Regions from separate parts of the Macaca mulatta genome. Here region 1 is linked to region 2. The links are chromatin contacts, called in public Hi-C maps. All regions are on one chromosome and are shown on one strand. The core of a region is the stretch at or near the end of the contact, and the rest is flanking DNA. Distances in the headings are between cores, read along the strand shown.

Region 1 (3,459 bases), core at 342-2,841, 150 kb after region 2:
TTTAACCAAAGCAAACAGGCCACGGAGGGCAGATATTATTAGCAATCCAGGTTTCCTGCCACCTAGACTAAGCTCAACAAATATTTGATTGAGAGAGAGAGAGAGGAGAGAGAGAGAGAGAGAGATTGGGAGAGAGAAACTTGAGTCATCTTGTGGAGAGAGGAAGCCCGTCTGGGCAAATGGAATGGTTCTCTGCAGCACATCCAACAGTACTCATAACAGTTAGCATTTGTTGAACTTAATTTTCTTTTTCTTTTCTGTATTTTTTTTTTTTTTTTTTTTTTTTTTTGAGACGGAGTCTCGCTCTGTCACCCAGGCTAGAGTGCAGTGGCCGGATCTCAGCTCACTGCAAGCTCTGCCTCCCGGGTTTAGCCATTCTCCTGCCTCAGCCTCCCGAGTAGCTGGGACTACAGGCGCCCGCCACTTCGCCCGGCTAGTTTTTTGTATTTTTTAGTAGAGACGGGGTTTCACCGTGTTAGCCAGGATGGTCTCGATCTCCTGACCTCGTGATCCGCCGGTCTGGGCCTCCCAAAGTGCTGTTTTTTTGATACAGAGTCTTGCTCTGTCGCCAGGCTGGGGTGCCGTGGCGCGATTTCGACTCACTGCAACCTCTGTCCCCCGGGTTCAAGCGATTCTCCTGCCTCAGCCTCCCGGGTAGCTGGGGCTACAGGTCGGCACCACCAGGCCCAGCTAATTTTTGTATTTGTAGTAGAAACGGGGTTTTACCACGTTGGCCAGGATGGTCTCCATCTCTTGGCCTTGGCCCACCTCGGCCTCCCAAAGTGCCTCGCCTCCATAGCAGGCGTGAGTCACCGCGCCGGGCCTGTTGAACTTAATTTTCTAATCTCTACCTGTGTCATCCTCACAGCTATTCTGTCTGCAGCTATACGGGCAGGGATCTTTATGTCTTATTATTCATCTGTTATCTTCCGGTGCCTAAACAAGGCCTGGTACATAGTAGGTGCTGAATAAATGGTGTCAGCCCGAGGCTCCTGAATTCCCGCCCGGGCTCAGGTGCAGCGCGGCGCTCCAGGTCCCGCCGTAGCGAGCGGCAGCGCTGGGCTCCGGCCCAGCTACCGGCGCGCTCGCCCCGTACTGGGATGGGCTGGGCTGGGCCCGGCCGGGCCGGGCCGCGCTCCGCTCGGCGGCAGTTCCGGGTGCGCCGCAGGAGTGAGCGCGTGCACGGGGTGGGGCGCAGAGGGCCGGTCGCCTCACAGCCCCGGTGCCTTCCGCATCCCCGTCCGCGGGGACTGTGGGGCGCGATTCCCTCGCCGACACCCGCTGCTGCAGGCCCAGAGTCGGGTACTGGACCTCCAACAGCGCGGACACCCCTCCGGCCCGAGCCCCGTACCCCGAGCCCGGAACCCCCGGCAGGCGAGCCGCGCCGCTCCCCGCCCCGCCGCGCAGACCCCGCCCCCGCACCCCGTCGGTGCCCGCCTCCCGCGCCGCTCTCCATACTTGGCGATCGCCGCAGTCCCGCGCGCTCATTGGCCGCGAGCTGGCGGCGTGGGGGGCGGGCCCGGGCCGGGCCGGGGCGGGGAAGGAAGGTGGCGGCGGCCCGGCGCGGGGGGAGGGGGGCGCTGACCCGGATGTTCACTCCTGGGCACCCGGGGAAGTGGAAGCGCCGGGCCCTGCTGCGGGGGGGAGAGCCACTGACGCCGGGACCGGGACCGCCGCCGCCGCCGCCACCATGGTAAAGGCCGCACGGCCCCCTCCCCGGCCCGGGGGCCCCTCCGGAACTCGCGTCCCCCTCCCCCGGCCCATCCGTGGCCCAGGACTGGTGGCTTCCCGGGGTGGGGGAGGGGCGGGGTCCCGGACCCTGGGTGGACCCGGTCCCTCCCCGCCCAGGAGGGTGCCGCCGGCGCGGACGACTTGGGTGGCAGTGACCCTGCCCCCGCTCCCAGCCCTCGCCCTTGGCACAAGCTGGAGTCCCACTCACCACCTCTGTGTCCAGGCTGGTCTCTCCCATAGCCCAGGCTAGACCTTCCCTCCCGAACCGTGGCCCCAGCCAGGCACCCCCCCCGGTGACCCTGGCGTGGGCCCCCTTCCTCCCCCGGTCTAGGGCTAGGTCTGCTTTCCCCCGTCTCTCCCGCCCAGGCTAGGCCGTCGTTTCTCCCTGCCATGGCCCAGGCTAGGCCGCTGCCTCCCTCCCTCCCTTGCCTTCTCCATGGCCTCAGGCTGGACCCCGGTCAGCCCTTCCTGCAGCGGTCTAGGTTTGCTTCCCCTCTTCTCCGTGGCCTCAGCCTGAATCTCCTCATCCCTCTGTGATCTTAAATCTGGACCTCCTCTCCTCCGCCCATGGCCCCGCCTGGACCTCACTGCCCCCTCCCCACCGTGATCCCCTTCCCTGGACTTCTCGCCACTCCTAGCGTAACCTGCGTCAGCCCCGCTCGGTCTCCGCCCTGACCCTCTCATCAGGGTTCTGCCCCCTGCCCCGTGCACGACCCAGGGTACCCTTCCCTGTACCTGGGGCGCGCCTTCTTTGCAGCCTTCGGGAAGCGAGGGGAACTCTCCAGCAGGGATGGGGTGGTCCCGGTGCTGTGCCTTCTCAGTTGCCCCTTCTAGGGAGGCCGCTTGGGAGCCAGCGAGGGAAAGGCGGGCATCGGTGTGCTCAGAAGGCAGCGCGCTGCGCTGCGGGCCCTTCTCGAGGTCGCCGCCGTGGGTGCTGTGCTTGCGAAGCGTCCTGCAGGGCGGGCCGGGGTCCGCGGCGCCCAGGCCTGAGTGGGAGCTGAGGGCTGAGGGTGGGTGGCCCACAGGACAAGGATGAACGCACAATCGCCCTTGTGAGGCCATGGCCTTGGGGGGCCAGCAGGCCCAGGATCCAGCATATGGCCTGGACACCATGCACCCGAGCAGGCGCAGCCTCCCCTTCCCTCTGAACTGTCAGCTTGTAAGGGTTGGAACTGCTGATTATGGAAGTCCCTCGGATCAGGTGAGCAGAACTCCGAGGGAGAGTGCTGGCTCCACTCGTAGTGTTTGATTTGGTAAAGAAGGCAGATGCTATCCAGACTTTTGAGGAACCTGGGGCTTCACATAGGCCCCCACAGATAGACCTGCACTCCTGCCTCTTGATCATTCCGCAGGACAGGCCCAGCACTTAGGTTGGAAGGGCCAGAGAACTTCCTGACAGGGTCAAGGGATTTTTGGAGCATATTTGTATGTGGGCTTTGGGCCTCAAAGTGTTATGAGGACCCTGGTTCCTTGTTTAGTCAAGGGATGTTGCTGCTGAACGAGGGTGAGGAGTTGAGATGAGTTAAGCTTTCTTTTGATACCTTCCTGTATGCTGATTAAAAACAGGGGCAATGCCACTTTTAAGGCCTTCGGATTTCTCCAGTGACGTTGGCTGAAAACTCCTTGTTTGGGGAGGCCTTGTTTTGACCCCAGGTCTGGGTGGAGCACAACTTCTCCAGGGCAGTGTTGGGTGAGGACTTTGAAAGTGGGCTGAAGTTTCGTTGCTGA
Region 2 (3,492 bases), core at 160-2,659:
GAGAGAGGTCCAGTTTGCAGGGGTGGGTGGAGAGGGGTGAGGGTCACCGAGGAAACGCTGCAGCCTCGCCTTTTCTTTGGCCCCAACTCAAGGCAAACCACGCCCAAGCAGTCCCAGCATCTGGGGGAGTCTAGGGAGGCCCCATTCCGCAGTAACAAAGGGTAAGGGGCTCCTTGTTGACAAATTGCTTCCCGGCCAGCGCCCGGTCTTTGGCCTCCAGCCCTGACCTCTGTTTTCCTGGGGTGCCCCTAGTTACAGGCTGGTGGCGTCCAGCTAGGGGAGCCAGGGCCTCCGAAAGCCTGGAAGTATGGCCTTCTCCCTTGATGCCCGCCAACCCCCGGCCACGCCAAGGCGGGCGGCTGCCCCCTCTGCCGCCGCTTGTAAAAGATCAGAATCGCCCCGCCCTAGGAGCGGGCCGGGCAGGTGGCCCGCAGCAGGGCCTGTCGTCCAGCCGGCCTCGCGGGGGTGGAATTCTTAAGAAAACTGAGCCCCCGGAAAGGCTGGCTCTCCCTGCCCCAGACTCAATTCCAGGGAGATGACCCGGGCCAGGCCTCGGGGCTGGCGGGAGGCAGGGGGAGGGTTTGGCGCACCCGGTCTAGGAAACTATTCGTGAACCCCGCTGGGGGAAGGCGAGCCTCCGACACTGGGGGGATTGTCTGGATCGGAGGGCGGGGGGTCAGGGAGACGCGCAGACACAGGGCGAGACCCCCACGGAGGGCAGCGCAGAGACACAAACGCGGGCAGCCGAACACGGAGGCAGACAGGGAACGGTAAGAGACGGGCAGACCCGGGGAAAGTGAGCGGCGGAAACGGAGCGACGGAGGGACAGACACACGGACGTGGGGACCGAAGCAGAGGGGGCCGCGGGAGGCGGAAACGTCCAGAGCCGAGAGGCGCGGCGAGGCCCGGGCATGACCGGGGGACATGCGAGCCCGGCCCGCCCGGCCACGCATCTCCCTCCCTCGCTCCCTCTCTCTCCCGGTCGCGGAAACTCCGATCGAGAAACGGAACCCCGGGGCGAGTCTGGGGACGGGCTCCGGGCACGGCGGTGCCCCCCGGCCACCCCATGCCGCGCCCACGTCCCCAGCGCCGGCGTCCGGAGGCGTCCGCCAGGTCCCCTTAGGCTCCCGGGCTCGGCGGCGGCGCCTCCACCCGGTGGCGCGGCCGCCGGACGCGCCGGGGGACGGAGCTCCGGGCTGGGGGCGCGGCGCTGCCCCCGCGGCCGAAGCCTCTGGAAGCCGGGCGCCCGCGTGCCGGCCCGGGCGGGACTTACCGCGCGCGCCCGCCGGGTCCTGCGGAGCTGGGTGCGGGGGTCGCGGGCCCGGGCGCCCCAGGAGGCTCGGCGAGGCGGCCGGCAGGACTGGGGGCGGCCCCGCGACGCTCGGCTGGGCTGCGCTGCGCGCCGTCTGCGGCCCCGGGCGGGCGCGCGGCGCGGGGGAGCGGCTCCGACGTCAGGGTGGCTCCCTCCAAACAGGGCGCGAGGGCGGGGGCAGCGGGGAGGGCCGCGCGCAGAAAGAGCGGGCGGGCGCGCGCGGCCTCTCCCTCCGGGTGCGCAGGAGGGGGCGCCGCAGCGGCCGGGGCCCCGGGCCCTCTCCCCGCCCGCCCGCCCCGGGCTGGGCTTCGGCGCGCTCCGACGGCGTGGTGGGGCGGCCGGGACGCCTGGCCGGCGCCCGAGAAGCAGGGCAGCGCAGCCGGGCGCCCTGGCCCGTTCTAAAGCGCCCTCCCCGGGTTTCTCTGCGCTTCCACCCTCTCCGCCCGACTTTTCGCGAGCCTGGGCCGTCAGGCCGTGCCAGGCCTCGGGGTGACAAAGATGGATGTGTCCCTTTTGTGGGCACCGGGCATTGCAGACTTGCCTCAAGAATGGGGCGACCCAGCCTGCCGCGTCCCGGCACCAGGAGTCCCTCCTCACTCTGCGGTTCTGCGGTGCACCCCATCTCGCCCGCTCCGGTATGCGACCCGGTTCAAGTCCGTGCTGTTGGTAACCTGGGTCACTCAACCTTGCCCAGTGTTATCCTAGCGTTGCTCTCGGCCCCACACACTTGTTAAGCATCCCGAAAAGCCCCAGGGACTATTAGGAACTAGAAAGCCAGCAAATGAACTCACTTCTCTGACTCCTGAGAAGAGTGGAGCGCCTGGCCCCAGCTTCCAGCCTCACCTCGGGGGTTCCTATCTGATCAGTGGGCACTTGGGTGGATGGATTGCGGCCGTGCCTTCTCTGTGTGCTTAACAACGGGGTAAGAAAATAACTTTGCTCCTGGAAAGTGGTGGCCCAGGGACACCACTGGGACACGATTGTAGGACTTGGGGATTTTGCTTTACAGCATAGTTACCTGTGTCCATGTGTTTTACCTAACTTGGCTGGAAACTTCCAGATAGACGCAGCCCTGCTCGTCTGACTCATGAGGTTGCCGAGCATCCTGGGTGGCTCCTAGTGGCCTGCTGGAAACTCCCTGGTGTACTCCAGCCTACCCGCACCCTCCACACCCAGCCTGCATCTGTGCCTCCTAGCTGTTTCCTGCGCCCTTCCCTCTACCCGGAATTCCCTTCCCCTCCTTTCATCTCTGGCAAATATTCTAACAGCACCAGATTGGAAAGCTTTCCCAAGACCCTCTGGGAGCATCTCCCTCCTCCAGTGTGATCCTGGAGCACTGGATGAGAACTTCTGTTCATGTCAGTTTCCCTCTAGAATAGCTGTGTACATCTCTTTCCTCCATTATACCTTGAGGGCAGGAATCATGTGTTTATTTCAGTGTCTTCATTGCTTATGGGCAGGCCAGGTGAGATGATTGAATTATTATTATTATTATTATTGCTATTATTTTGAGACGGAGTTTTGTTGTTGTTACCCTGGCTGAAATGCAATGGCGAGATCTCCGCTCACTGCAACCTCTGCCTCCTGGGTTCCAGCAATTCTCAGCCTCCCGAGTAGCTGGGATTCCAGGTGCCCACCACCACGCCCGGCCAGTTTTTGTATTTTTAGTAGAGATGCGGTTTTGCCATGTTGCCCAAGCTGGTCTCGAACTCCTGGCCTCAAGTGATCCACCCGCCTGGGCCTCCCAAAGTGTTGGGATTACAGGCGTGAGTCACCACGCCCAGCGAATAAAGTAATTATTATCCCCGTTTGATGTAGCACAGATAGGTCTCCCCTTAATGGTAACTATGACCGTTATAATAGTTCACACATATTGAGCACCTTACCATGTGCCTCATCCCACTGCAAGCTGTTGCCACTCTCACAATAAACCTATGAGGTAAGTATTGTCTCTATTTTAAAAGTACTGGGCACCGTGGCTCATGCCTGTAATCCCAGCACTTTGGGAGGCCAAGGCAGGCGGATCACTTGAGGTCAGGAGTTCGAGACCAGCCTGGCCAATATGGTGAAACCCTGTCCTACTAAAAATACAAAAATCAGCCAGGTGTGGTGGCATGCGCCTGTAGTCCCAGCTACTCGGGAGGCTGAGGCAGGAGAATCACTTGAATCTGAGAGGTGGA

Evidence for each region. Hi-C and Micro-C count contacts between places; a contact is called where the count stands out from the background.
Region 1: a contact with region 2 is called in a Hi-C map of cortical neurons, with 3 times the contacts expected there. The contact joins the promoter of CAPZB here to the promoter of NBL1 in region 2. A contact is called at or near these places in 5 of 14 Hi-C or Micro-C datasets (blood, cortical neurons, fetal cortical plate and 2 more).

The regions. Positions count from the first base shown.
Region 1 is chr1:221,487,654-221,491,112 of T2T-MMU8v2.0, forward strand. It overlaps CAPZB (capping actin protein of muscle Z-line subunit beta), which reads left to right and starts at 1,592. Exons shown (of 10, transcript XM_077972150.1): 1 at 1,592-1,693.
Region 2 is chr1:221,335,127-221,338,618 of T2T-MMU8v2.0, forward strand. NBL1 (NBL1, DAN family BMP antagonist) reads right to left here and starts at 1,410. Exons shown (of 4, transcript XM_028838653.2): 1 at 1,274-1,410. LOC114673966 (a long non-coding RNA gene) reads left to right here and starts at 612. Exons shown (of 3, transcript XR_003724838.2): 1 at 612-770.